Regions from separate parts of the Sus scrofa genome. Here region 1 is linked to region 2. The links are chromatin contacts, called in public Hi-C maps. All regions are on one chromosome and are shown on one strand. The core of a region is the stretch at or near the end of the contact, and the rest is flanking DNA. Distances in the headings are between cores, read along the strand shown.

What was found. A called contact is a pair of places that touch in the nucleus more often than the background predicts.
Region 1: a Hi-C map of embryonic fibroblasts shows a contact between it and region 2, with 2.8 times the contacts expected there. The contact joins the enhancer-like site here to the promoter of RAP2A in region 2. A contact is called at or near these places in 1 of 5 promoter capture datasets (fetal liver), 2 of 47 Hi-C or Micro-C datasets (embryonic fibroblasts and fibroblasts) and 2 of 2 datasets of contacts at active chromatin or transcription factors (alveolar macrophages and skeletal muscle).

The regions. Positions count from the first base shown.
Region 1 is chr11:66,768,838-66,775,869 of Sscrofa11.1, forward strand. All of the region lies in intron 1 of LOC106505333 (a long non-coding RNA gene), which reads left to right. Among named protein-coding and RNA genes, the nearest start is that of RAP2A, 93 kb to the left of the region's middle. Within about 2 kb of position 5,099, at least 13 of the 83 cell types and tissues checked have an H3K27ac peak or open chromatin away from gene starts, as enhancers often do. A contact at or near this core is called in embryonic fibroblasts, where this site is marked.
Region 2 is chr11:66,674,803-66,681,865 of Sscrofa11.1, forward strand. It overlaps RAP2A (ras-related protein Rap-2a), which reads left to right and starts at 4,360. Exons shown (of 2, transcript XM_021065816.1): 1 at 4,360-4,769. The coding sequence starts at 4,456. LOC110255848 (a long non-coding RNA gene) reads right to left here and starts at 3,029. Exons shown (of 3, transcript XR_002336730.1): 1 at 2,796-3,029; 2 at 1,481-1,547.

The DNA.
Region 1 (7,032 bases), core at 3,849-6,348, 95 kb after region 2:
TAACTAAAGAGAATTGCTCTGCAGTTGACTTGCAGACTCAACTGACTGCTTGACTCAGTGTCAAGAAAAGAAAGGAAATTACTTCTTGCCTTCTCTGGGGTAAGAGATTTGACTATTGAGAGTAAAAGTAACAGGAAATCCACATGTTACAAAGATCATATGCCCAAATAAACAAGTCCTTTCCAGTTAGTTATCAACTGGTATGAGTCACTTATATCCGTTTTCTCTCTTCTCACATTCCCTTGTGATACGGGGTGACAAACAATATAGTTTAGGAATAACGCCCTTGAAGAGGAAAGCAGCAGAATTCCTTAGTCCTTTCTGTATTCAAGAATCTTTTCTCTCCCAGTTTTTCTCTGTATCAATTAGAAATACTACAAGATGGCCAACTCCCCTTATGAATGGATAACAACAGCCTTAATCATCACTGTCTCTTTTGAATTGTGTCACAAGATATGGATTTTTGTCAAATCATTGGGACTTCTTGTACTAACATGTGGAAACTGAGGCTTCCAACCAAGATGAAGTCATTGGTTGATGGCTGTCTTCCAAGGTTGTCATTGTCATCATAAAGTTCTTTCCCATGATTACTCCCCACATGCAGAGGCTGTGGTGAAGCGAAAATCTCTGTCTTGCATGAAGAAAACTTAAATCTTAGATGGCAACTATATGAAAGAGATTCAAATGTAAATACTTTGTTCCCATTACAAAAAAATGAACAAACCAGGAGTTCCTGTTGTTGGGGAAGCAGAAATGAATCTGATTAGTATCTGTGAGGAGGTGGATTCAATCTCACGCCTTGCTCAGTGGGTCAGGGATCCAGCGTTGCCATGAGCTCTGGTGTAGATTGCAGACATGACTCGTATCCCACGTTGTTGTGGCTGTAGCTCCAATTCAAACCCTATCCTGGGAACTTCTATATGCCACAGATGTGACCCTGGAAACCAAAAAAAACCAAAAACCAAAAAACAACCCAAACCCCCGAACAAACCAACTTTCAAGTGTATTTGTCAAACTCTAGTTCTATAATTTACTGGGGGTATGAACTTGGTTAAGTGACTTAACCTCTTTGAGCTTGAGTGTTCTCTCGGAAGTGGGGGGAATATCTCCTGCACAGAGTTTAGGGAGAATTAGAAGAGATACTGCAAGTGAAACAGGTACTAAACATTCAGATATCTGTACACAGCCCAGCCCCATCTCTCAATACTCTCCCACTTCCTAGAATTATAACTAGTTCTTCACAAAATATTACTTAAAAAATTAAAATATTTGGTGAGAGAAATAACTTTGCAGGTGCTAATGTTATTTTTGTTCTGCTCTGCAAAGACAAGACAGGACTGGACAGTCTTTCCCCAAAGCCTAATTAGAGTTTTTCCATGACTGTATTTGTGTTTGTTTTTGCTTCTTTTGTTCAAGTTAGGTCTTCAGGCGACCGAAATGAAATTCTCGCCAAAGAGGCATCCTTTGTAGCAGTGATGACACAAATTACATTGTTCTCCAGGGTTTAAAACACCCAGCCATTAAATTTAACTACGTGAACTTGGCAGATCTTTTCAAAAACAAAGCAGCTGTTTCCCTTTTGTTCACTTTTTTTTTTTTTTTTTTAAAGCTCACCAGCTTAAAGATGTACACACCCCTCTTGCAAACCCAGGAGATACCATGAAGTAGTGTGAAGGTACACAGTGATTAAAAGAGAATGAGACGTTTAATTTTTATTTTTGAGCAATACAGTACTATTTGTTAAGCAATATAGTGCTTATGGTGTGTCAGCCACTGATCCAAGCCTTTATAAACAATAAGTTGTGTTTATGAATAATAGTACCACCTAGGGTAGGTTCTATTATTATTCCCATTTTACAGATGGAGAGCCTGCAGCATGGACATTGGACAACTTGCCCAAGATCATGAGGCTCTAATAGGTAGAGCTGGCTCCATGGTCCGTGGTTTTGCAGAGTTCTCTCATTTGCTGTTTATTCTCTTTATTTCATTTAGTCTTTACCATTTATATAATTGCCCTCTGTTGTTCATACTCATCACGGTAAAGTCCTTGCTTCCATTACCCCTCAGGCAACTAACTCCCTACTCCAGCAAAGATGGCACTCCCTAATTGGTCACCACCATTGCGGTTGCCCACGGGTGTACCTTTCCAAGGGGTAGGGAGTGGGTAGGAAACTCGACTCTGGTCAGTAATTTATAAGATGACACACAGCTCAGACTGTGGGCAACGTAGTTACAGAGGCAGAGCCCACAGCCACAACCCCACTTAGTGCCACCCAGGGGTCATTTTTTCAGATCTCTGTGCTCAGTCCTTCCTGCCTGTGACACTCTCAGTTCCCACGTCTGTTTGATGTCTACAGGAGTATGAGATTACGTCACTACTGCCCCTGGTCAAGGCAGGGCCTTTGAGTGAATTGGAGGGGGCAAATTGTGTACGAGGGTATGTAGATGTTGTTTGTGGGCAAAGCATATGCTCACTCTGGGTCATAAATAACTTCAGACTTCAACTGCAGTGTCCTGGCCCAATCACTGTTCCTCAAAGTTCCACAGGTCAATGCATTAAGATGCTTACACCTACAAAGGACCAGGAGAGATGTATAGAACTATACCAGGCTCCCTACCTTCTTTGATCAATGTCAACAGCAAGTGTCAGCCTATCATAATACACCAACAATAGAGTTAAGCCTGGTACATTGGAGAGCAGAGGGGAGAACCACCCATCTCAGTGGGGAACTTTCTTTAAAAGCTACCCAACAAAAATATACAATGGAGAAGACAGTCTTTTCAATAAATGGTGCTGGGAAAACTGGACAGATACATGTAAAAGAATGAAATTAGAGGAGTTCCCTGGTGGCCTAGCAGTTAAGGATTCAGCATTGTCATTGATGTGGGTCAGGTTTGACCCCTGGCCTAGGAACTTCCATTTGCCTTAAGTGCGGCCAAAGAAAAGAAAAAAGAAAAAGAAGTTCGAAAATTCTCTAATACCATACACAAAAATAAACTCAAGATGGATTAAAGACCTAAATGTAAGGCCAGATAGTATAAAACTCCTAGAGGAAAACAGGCAGAACACTCTTTAACATAAATCATAGCAATATTTCTGGGGATCTGTCCTCTAAAGAGGAGATAAAAGCAAAAATAAACAAATGAGACCTAATTAAACTTAAAAGGTTTTGCATAGCAAAGGAAACGATCAATGAAATGAGAAGACACCCTACTGAATGGGAGAAAATATTTGCAAATGATGTCACCGACAAGGGGCTAATATCTAACATATATATATGCAGCTCATATAACTCAACATCAAAAAAACCAATCAACCTGATTTTAAAAGGGTAGAACCGAATAGATGTTATTCCAAAGAAGAAATGCAGATGGCCAACAGGCACATGAAAATATACTCAACATCATCCTGAAAATCATCAAGGAAACGCTAACCAAAACTACAGTGAGATATCACCTCATACCTGTCAGAATGGTTACCACCAAAAAGAAAATAAATAGCAAATATTGGAGAGGATGTGGAGGAAAGGGAACGCTTGTACACTGTTGGTGGGGATGTAAATTGGTGCAGCCACTGTGGAAAACAGCATGGAGGTCAAAAAACTAAACACAGGGCATAGAATGTGGCCCAGCAATTCCACTCCTAGGTATATACCCTAAAAAAAACAAAAACGCTGGAGTTCCCTTCCGCCATTAACAAACCCAACTAGGATCCATGAGGATATGGGTTCGATCCCTGGCCTTGCTCAGTGGGTTAAGGATCCAGTGTTGCTGTGACGTAGGTTGCAGACGTGGCATTGCTGTGGCTGTGGCATTAGCCAACAGCTGTAGCTCTGATTCAATCCCTAGCCTGGGAATTTCCATATGCCAAGGGTGCGGCCTTAAAAAGCAAAAAAACCCAACCAGCCAAACAAACAAAAACAAACCCACCCAAAACACCTATTCAAAAATATATATGCACCCCAATATTCATGGTAACATTATTTATAATTGCCCAGGTGTGGAAGCAACCTAAGTGTCCAACAGCTGGACAAAGAAGATGTGGTCATTTTATATATATATTTATATGTATATATATATACATACACACACACACCACATATATATATACATACATATATATACACACACACACACATATATACCACATTATATACACATATGTATACATGTATATGTATATATACACATATGTGTGTATATATATATATATATACACACCATATACACACACACACACACCACACAAATGCTATTTATGTTGATGGCATTCACAGTTTACTCAAGGCTAAACATTCCTAGTGTGAGTTCACATATAGTTATTTCTGTTTAAAAATTACCTGAAAGAGTGGATTGATTATACTAGTTATGTAGTTAAGAAGAGGTAGAGTTGGAGGTAGGTCTTCCATTTTTATTGTTAAAGATAATGTTTACCAGGTACTAGTACATAAACTGTACTCAGTAAATGCTTGTCTTACTCCTCTTGCTCCAACTACTGCCTATTTATATATATATATATAGTATGTGTGAATATATATATTATACAATATATTCAATGGTGTGTGTATATATATTCAGTTGTGTGTATATATATGTATATTAAATTGTGTGCATATATATTCAATTGTGTGTATATATATACACACACACAGAGTTGAATATTACTCAGCCATAGAAAAGAACGGAATTTTGCCATTTGAAGCAACACAGATGGTCTTGGAGGGCATTATGCTAAGTGAAATGAGTCAGATAGAGGAAAGCAAATACTGTATGATATCACATATGTGGAATCTACTGTCTCCATGTAACTTAAATATTACACGTCAACTATACTTCAACCTTTAAAAACATTAATAAAAATAAAACCACGCACACAAAAGCTGTCTAAACATACTGCTTAGCATATAATAGATACTTAATAAATACATAAAGAATGAATGAATGGACAAATGCATATATGCATGTCTTAAAGAAAGGGTAGGCATTAACAAGACAGACAGAAAATAGAACCTAGGGGAATAGCACGAGAGAAGCCCAGAGACAGGAAACAGCTTGGTGTGTCCAGGGAATTTCAGTTCAAATTCCAAGGAGAGGAGTGGCAGGAGATGTACTAAAAGAGTCAGGAACAGACTTTGTTTCATAAGTGGGAACCTGAGCCAGTAGGTCAGTGCTTTTCAGACTTTTGCATGTTTACAAATTACTTGGAGATCTGATTCAGGAGCACTTGGTTCTGACAAGCTCTGAGGTGAGATCATCTGGTTCTCATAAGCTCCCAGGTGAGGCTGCTGGTCCACGGGCCACACTTTGAGCAGTGAAGCACTGGGAGGTGATCGAAAGCCCCAAAGAAGTTGAAGGAGAGTGACTTGTGATTGACCCCTGGCAGGGATTCAGTAAGTGTAGATGAATAAGAATATTATAGCATATGAACAATGACTCATTAAAATATCCTTTATTTCACAAAGAGAATGGAACAAGCATTTATTGAGTACATGTCATATACTAATACTTGGTAAACATTATCTCTAATAATAAAAATGAAAGACCTACCTCCAACTCTATCTCTTTTTAACTACATAACTAGTATAATCAATCAACACTTCCAGGCAATTTTTAAACAGAAATAACTCTACGTAAACTAACTCACACTAGGAATGTTTAGCCTTGAATAAACTGTGAATGCTGTACATCTGAATAACATAAAGAGCATTTTTTCCCTCTTGAGTCATGAGTCCAGGCACATATTCAAAGTTGACTAAGCCACAGCTCACATCTTGGAAAGTTGTTACCGGGGAAGAAATAAGCTTAAACTTGAGCACTTGGTCACCACCCCACAGCCACCAACTCCTGAAATAGGCCCAGATCTCTAATTTTAAATTCAAAATTACACTTTGCTCTTGATCCAGCTAGCCTTGGGTGTTTCACTTGGTGACACAGCACAAAGCTGGGTTATTTGGAACTCTCATTTTCATGGAGGGAAAGAGCTTGAGCAGGAGGAGCACGGAACACGGATTCCTCCTTGTCCCTCAGTGACCACAGAACCAGAAGGTTCTTGGCTATTTGCTTTTTTCGGCGTTTAACACACTTCTCTCTCAGCCCAGCTGACTTATCAATTCTTGTTGAGGTTGAGAAAGATGCCTGCGGGGGTGGAGCAAAGGAAATAAAAGCTCAGGGAAAAGCAGAAAGGCAAGAAAGGTCAGATCCAGTGCTGCTGACTCATTTCCAGTGAAACCATACCTTTCCCCAGAAGAGTTCAGAAGGTTTTCAAAACATAGGCCTGTGGCTCTTTGGGGTGCAGATGTCATCGTTCTGCCATCATGCTTAGTAAAATAGGAAGGAGTTGGCAGAGGGAGGGAGGAAGAGAAGAGCCGATGCTTGGGGATTAGACTGACATGGGTTCAAATCTCAGCCTTGTCACCTTGTCACATGCCTTAACACATAACTAAGCATAATTGACCTCTTTCCTCACCTTTAAAATTAGGGCAGTATTATAGCAGACACTTTGGATCTTTGCCTGAGAAATTTCCCTTCCTTGCTTCTTTCTGTAACCGCCTACCTCATATCCATTTGTGGAGTACAGTCAACCCATTCCATGTCAATGAACCCTAAGGGAAAACAGACTCAAGCCAGGACAATGGGACACCCCACCATCATCATCCTTTGGAGGACTTGAGTCAGGGTCCAAAAACAATCAGGGGCTCTCTGGACAAACGATTCATTAGTTTCGGCTCCCAAATCCCCCACATTGCCTTGGTTCAGGTTCTTCCGAAGCTGTGTGTTTCACTGTTCCTGTGGTCCCTTGAGCCTGACAAATTCCATTTTGATGAAATTATCCAGAGTTGGTTTCTGTTGCTCGCCACCAGCAACTCTAAATAATGTGCCTACTTACTTCTTAGGACTGCTGTGGGGATTAGCAGTAACACCTGCTGTTCTAGGTTTAACGTCTCAATCCAAATAACATTAGAAAGTAACTTAAGGTCCTATCACAAACGTACATCCTCAGAAAATTCACAAACCTAACAAATCTGTGCCCTT
Region 2 (7,063 bases), core at 3,110-5,609:
AATTTCCTTTCTCAACCAAAAGGCTTCTTTCATTGATTTGTTTACATACTAACTCGATTTCTGCATTCTAATTCTTTTTCTTTTCAAAAGTGCTGAGACAGAAGACATTTTCAAATGAGAAACATGTTTATTTTGCCCCTTCCTTTCTACTCTTCATATGTACTTCTATTTCTCAGCTGTATTAGGAGCCTGAAGAAAATGTCTTCTGCTCTCTTTAGAACTGCCAGCAGCATTGCATAGGTGCTAAATGTATTTGACCTGTCCTTCTCCTTTATGGCTAATCAGAGATCTGTAGTCTTTCATAGGAAGCAATAGGAATCAGGGCCTCATAGCCAAGAAGCACTGGTCATGTGGCAAATTACCTCTCCTGACTTGTTTATATTAAATGCCTTGCATGCTTGCCTCTTGCTAGCATCAGAAAGTCCCAGAACACAGTGTGTTTCCTATTTCATCCCACCTTTCCCAACATCATTCACAGAAGCAAAGGAAGGGGCTGGGTTTCCATGGTAACACAAGTGTGACAGCTGAGGGTAGATGGGCATAGGTGAGATAACTCTCAGGTTCAGAAGCGAGAGGAGAAATGAAGTTTTTCTTTCTTTCTCTCCCAGCCATACACTTCTGAAGCTAAAGAGACCCTGAAGTGTTGGTGTACACCGTTGTTGTCACTACCCGACAGATTTACAGCTCTTGGGGAAAATTCAATTTCATTTTATCTCATTTTTATTTTGTCTTTTCCACAAACAAATGAAAGGAGACATAAGTTTTTATTTCTAAAATCACTCTCAGGATAGACAGTTCATGCTGGTGTTGCAGTGAACATGACTAAGGGATCAGGAGATACACACCAATTCCCGCCTAAATCTTCACAATGCTCTACACATGCTGACACCGTTTCGTACAGCAGCTAATTCTTCGACCGGCATTTCACAATCAGCCTCAGATCAGTTAAGTATCAAGACAGAAGAGACCAGAAAATATGCTCCTCCTTAACATGTTTCTTTGGCCTCCTAGTGATTGAAAATCTACCTTTATGGCAGCATTGAGAATGAAAACTGGGGCCTGTCATTATGAGAAATATACATGAGGTACAACTACTCCAAGAGCTGCAGTCTCTATACTCTCCTTATCAAGAATGTCGGCACTGATGGAAGGTCGGGGAAAACAACCTAAGAAACGCCCCCCTAAACCTGTCTCTTGTGCTGAGAAACCAGGGCACTCACTCACTTTTTTTTTTTTTTAAATGGTCACACCTGCCATATGTGGAGGTTCCCAGGCTAGGAGCCGAATAGGAACTGTAGCTGCCAGCATACACCATAGTCACAGAAACACCAGATCCAAGCCATGTCTGTGACCTACACTGCAGCTTGCAGCAATGCCAGATCCTTTAACCCACTGAGTGAGGCCAGGGATCAAATGTGCATCCTTATGGATACTAGCTGGGTTCTTAACCCACTGAGCCCCAAAGGGAACTCCTACTCACTCATTATTTTTTCATGACAACTTCTATCAGATGCACTCCAAGCCAGAGCTTCTCAACTTCTGAGAACCTAGGAAATGAAAACAGTTGCTTAAGGGTGCATTCTAGACCCTCAACCCCAATACAAATTTCTTTTTTTTAAAAAGTCGCTGCACCTTTACTCCTTGCAAAGGGAGTGGTTTTTCAGTTCCACCGTAATGCAAGGTACTACACAGGTGTAACCTATACAAAAAAGTCTGATGCTTCTTGGCTCTATTTAAGCCCCAAGAAACCTAGGAACTTATTACCACAATACATGATTTGGATCTTAGAAAACACAGTCTGTCTTTTCTGTAAAAGAAGTGTAGCTATTATTAATGAAACCACAAAAAGCATTAGCTTTACACACTATATGAGACTTCTAAAAAGCTAGTGGAACGCTGTATTCAACTACAAAATCCTCTTGGAACATCCCTGCCAGAAAGATACAAAGCTTCACTTCGTATCCGTGCAAGCTCTTATTTCTGACTTATTCACATTACTGGCTTAGGATGAGGTATCAGATCGTCTTTGGTTTCAATTCTGTTAAAACTTTCCTTTTTCCTGATTCTTAGTTCTTTGCAATCTGCTTTCACTGTTAATTCTGGTGGATCAACTGCAACTCATATTTTGATAGGTAATCAAGAAATAACGACTGAATTATATTTTACTACATAATTTGGCAGGACACTTTCCCACAATTATCTTTGGCAAAAACTTGATGTGTGTGTTATACTATAGCAGGATAATGTAAAAGTAAGTTATCCATTTTAAGATAATGGAGCCATAGGCGGTAGGACATGGATAAATATATCTTTGTACTAGTATATGTACTTTGTATACATGGCTGGTATATCTTTGTACTAGTTTGATAATTGACAGAAAAGATGGGAAAGGAACATCTGTTTTTTGAACTCAGACCAAAATCCTCTCTACCTGATGACCTTGTGGGGAAGAAGGGTGAAGAAATATGCCATGATCAAACCTTAGAACTATAGAAATCTATCATTCCCAAGAAATGGGAGTGATGTATGGCTGTAGACTAGTTCGAGAAGGACATAGTTTAAGGAAGGCAAATCCAATAACCAATTATTACAAAACATAATCCAGGAAGGTTTAGGAATATAACTTCTCCTAAATTTAACGTTGTAGGTGGGAGAGAGTGTTTAATTATGATCTAATGCCACAGAGAGAACAGTAAGTTTTAAAAGGGAGTTGTTAAAAATGTTTTAGGAGCCACGCATGGAGGACCCATGCAACTGCTGCAGTATGTCTCTTTAATGACCGGAAATTTTCTCACCCTCAAGACAAGAGTCCCTGTTTTCTCGATTGACCCACGATTCAGCCCACATCACTCAGCACTATTTCCGGGTCCGTCATTTAGGCAGAATGCCACCGAGACGACGTTAAAAGCGAAACCCATGGTTCTCGCCTCCAACACATCTTGTTCCCTTGCCAACGTAGGGTGCAACGACCTGTCCCTCAATCACTGACCCCTCCCAAACCCACCAGCCCTACCCCGGGTCTCCATTCCACCCACCCTTGGGGGCAAGGGAGTCGCGATTTCTGGTTGGCTCAGCTCAAGTCTCCGCCATCCGCCAGCTCACCTGCGGTTGGTTGGCAGAGCGTGCGTGGGAGGTGGGAGGGCTGAGCCTGCAACTAGGCTTTCCCCCCATTGGCTGATGGATGGGCATCACGTGGTATGAAGTGGCTCTCTATTGGCCGAGAATGGTACCATGGGTCCAGAGGCGTGCACTGGTTGGCTGGAACGACTCCCAGCTTCCTACTAGGTGCCCCGGCTGGCTGTTGCTATGAGCTGTCCCCAGGCCTTCTGGCTGCGCCTGGGGCTTCGCTCTCCCAGTTTTCCAAGCGCCCGTAGCTGACAGGGCGTGGGAAGAGCTCGACTTCCAGCAGACGCTGAAGAAAGGCGGGGCTGGGGGGAGGTGGGCGGGACTCCCGGCGACGTCACCGGGCGTGGGCCCGGCTTCCGCATGGTCGCTGGCCTTTGCCGCCTCTGGCAGTGGGCAGGATGAGGGCCTGTCACTTTTCCCTCTGTGTCTTGACGCTTAAAACAAAGCTTCACTTCGGTTTTATGCTCGTCCTTTAAACAAAGCCTTTTTTCGTTATGTTTATACAGGACAAAACCAAAGCTCACAGGCTGGGTGGTGTCTAGCAAGGCCCTCCTGCCAAGGCCTCCTTTTGGACCTTGCCGGTGTCTTCTTGTCACTCCCCGCCTCAAGTTAAAACCTAGAGACTGCTCTGGCCCCGCCAACATCGCGTCTCTGCCAAATTCTGAACTTGGCGTGCTCAGGCCGAAGCGGTTCCCGTCGCGGGCAGAAGAACCGCGCGTGCTCAGTACGCAGGATCCGCAGGGTTCGACGCGGCTTGCGGGGTGGGGTGTTGTTGGGTGGCCCAGGTGGTTGTTTATCTAAGCGCGGGCCGAGGCTTCCGCACGGCGCAGAGCCTCCCGGGAGCGCGCGAGGCCGGTCGCCTAGGCGACGGGGGAGCAAGGGCGGGGCTGCGCCACCGGGTCCCGCCCCGGGCCGCCGGGCCCCGCCCCCAGCAGCGCTGCGGCTGGGGCTCGGGCGCGCGCTCCGGCGCCGAGGGGAGCGGCGGCGGCGGCGGCGGCGGCGGGCGGGGAGCTGGGCGTGGAGGCGCGAGGGGCGGGGCGGGCGGCACTGCAGGCCCGCGTTTCGGGCGGCTCCGGCGGCTCCCTGGCTCCCACTCCCTGCTCGCCCTCAGTGCCTGCCGGCGCCCGCGGGGCCGCATTGCCGCCGGCTCGGCCCATGCCCAGGGCTGCTGCTCCCTCCGCCGGCGCCCGGGGGGCCGCGGCGGCCGTGAGGTGGGGGCAGCCGCGGGACGCGGCGGGGCCGGCCGCCGGCGCAGGGTTGGGGGGCGCAGCGCGGCGGGCGTAGGTCTATGTCGCGGGCAGCGGCGGCGGCGGCGGCCGCGGAGGGACGATGCGCGAGTACAAAGTGGTGGTGCTGGGCTCGGGCGGGGTCGGCAAATCCGCCCTGACCGTGCAGTTCGTGACCGGCACCTTCATCGAGAAATACGACCCCACCATCGAGGACTTCTACCGCAAGGAGATCGAGGTGGACTCGTCGCCGTCGGTGCTGGAGATCCTGGACACGGCGGGCACCGAGCAGTTCGCGTCCATGCGGGACCTGTACATCAAGAACGGCCAGGGCTTCATCCTCGTCTATAGCCTCGTCAACCAGCAGAGCTTCCAGGACATCAAGCCCATGCGGGACCAGATCATCCGAGTGAAGCGGTGAGAGGGCCGGGGGCGCGGGCAAGGGGCTTCGCGGTGCGGCCGGCAGCCCCTGTCCCGGGGCCAGAACTCCCTCCCGCGTGCTCTGGGGTGGCTGTGGGCAGGAGGAGCTGTCTAGGCAGGTGGCTCTGGGGTCTTAGGCTTTATCCTAAATTTTTAGCTGGTAGCATCCTCCTCGTCATCTTGAATCTCAAATTTGAGTGCTTTGTTTCACAACTCAAATTTGGCATCCGGTGAACCCACAGCACAGCTCTTTGTCTCTTGGATATTATTAGTAGCGGTTGTGCAGAACCCCAAAGGAAACAAAGTTTAAAACTTGCAGTGGGGGGAGAGGGGCGGGTAGGTTTCTGCTGGGAGGAGGCAGCTGTGCAAGTATAGCGGAGACATTTTCAGACGGAACAACAAAAAACCTCCCTTTGCAGCATTTGACAGCAAAAATTGCTTACACAAATGTGGTAAAAATGTCAAGTCCAATGGAAAGAGATCTTTCTCATTTCATAGAAGATTGAATGGTGGCAAGGCGTTTTACAAAAATGAACTCTTCACTTAAGATGAAACTTTAGAGACAGGTTATCAAATTATTTGCAGACCTGGCTCTGTGGGATTGAGAGAGTATTAGTATGTAGGAGCGCGAATGTACTATCACATTAAAGAATGTGGCTTAACTTTTTTTTTTTAATCTAGCCACTTTACCCCTCAGAAACAAAAAGAAAGGGAAAAAAAGAGGCATTCTTAAAAATAGAATGAGTTTCTTCAAAGGTGTGACTCAAATATTAGCTAATTTAAAGTTAAAGCAGATAAGCTCTTTCCTGTTACAAACTCTTTTCGCAAGTGTGCATTTTGGAAATATAACAGCCTAATGGCTTCTGCTATTTGTTTTATATTTTTTCCTATAATTTCTAGCATCAAAAAATGCAATAGTATCTCAGTTCAGAGTTTTAGCAAATTTTTCTAATTACCATTTAATTACACATTACTGTTTTGTCTGATTCTTACTATTAGTTAATAATTGCCAATAATTTTGATTCAGCATAATTTTGCTTTTCTTTCCCAGTTGTACCAGTAACCCTAAATTTGTAGACAGTTGCAAAAGCTAGTTATAAGTGTTATCATAGACATAATCTCATTTTTAGTCAGTTTGAGTCTACTCATTTTGAAAGAGCAAATACCAAGTCAGGTGCACGCAAGCTTTGCTCAAAAATTCATTACAAGAGGCGGATTTTTAATGCCACATAGGAGATCAAAGGGGAGGTCCTCTCCCCTCCTCCTTTAACTCATTGAATATGCCCTTTAATAGCTAAACTAAAATTTCGTGTGTTATTTTATATGTTAGATTTCAAGCTGGAATACAGTGAATGTTTTCATGGCCTCTGACAATGTCCTAAGATCTGTGAATCTGACAGCTTTTTACTTTTTCAGTCTCATTTCTTAAAGTTAATTGCTATAGTTAACATAGGAACCCTTTTGGTGTTAAATTTATTAAGTATATGATATTTAAGAGGCTGTATTTAAATGACTCACATCTTTAATTCCCCTCATACTGTTTTAAAAAACAAAAAACCTTTAGAACAGGGCAATCTACCACATTGTCACATGTCAATCTTAGGCCAAGTACATACATCAAATAGTAAAGTAAACGCCCCAACTGCTCCACCCTTTGTATTTAAACATATCACAGATAATTCCTGCGTTGATAAAGTCACAAGCCCAGGGCAAACTTCTTGGCACAAACTTACAGGACAGAATATGACAGAATGTTATTGGATAGTATAGTCCACATGATTTTGTAGTTTACTAGAGGTTACCAAGAATGAGTTAGTCTGAACTTAGTGTGCTAGAACGATTTATTTGTTTGCACTGTGACCCAGGAAGAAAAAGAAGAATAAAATTCTCCTTGCCCAAATGTCATTGTACTCACTAGTCTCAGTTGCCGATGTGTACAGTTGAAAAGCTCAGCTGAAGTGGACTTCGTAAACTCTTTTCACTGGAATCATCCATTGTGCCCATAAGTACCAGTTGGGCCCTTTGTGTCCTGCTGTTTTTTATCTCACCTTAACTTCATCATCTGGCCTCCCATCCTATAGCACATTGTAAACAGCTTAACACTGAAGGAGAGAGGGAATCGGTGTGTATGACAGTATACATTATGCTAAGGCGGCATTCAGTATGATGGGTCTTTAACTTCTCCCACTCAAAGCGAATAAAACATGATTTTCAAACAAGCGGATTTTCCACTCTTTTGGGGAATGAATTTTTAAATTAATGAGTTGCCGCAGCAGGTATTCAGTACTTGT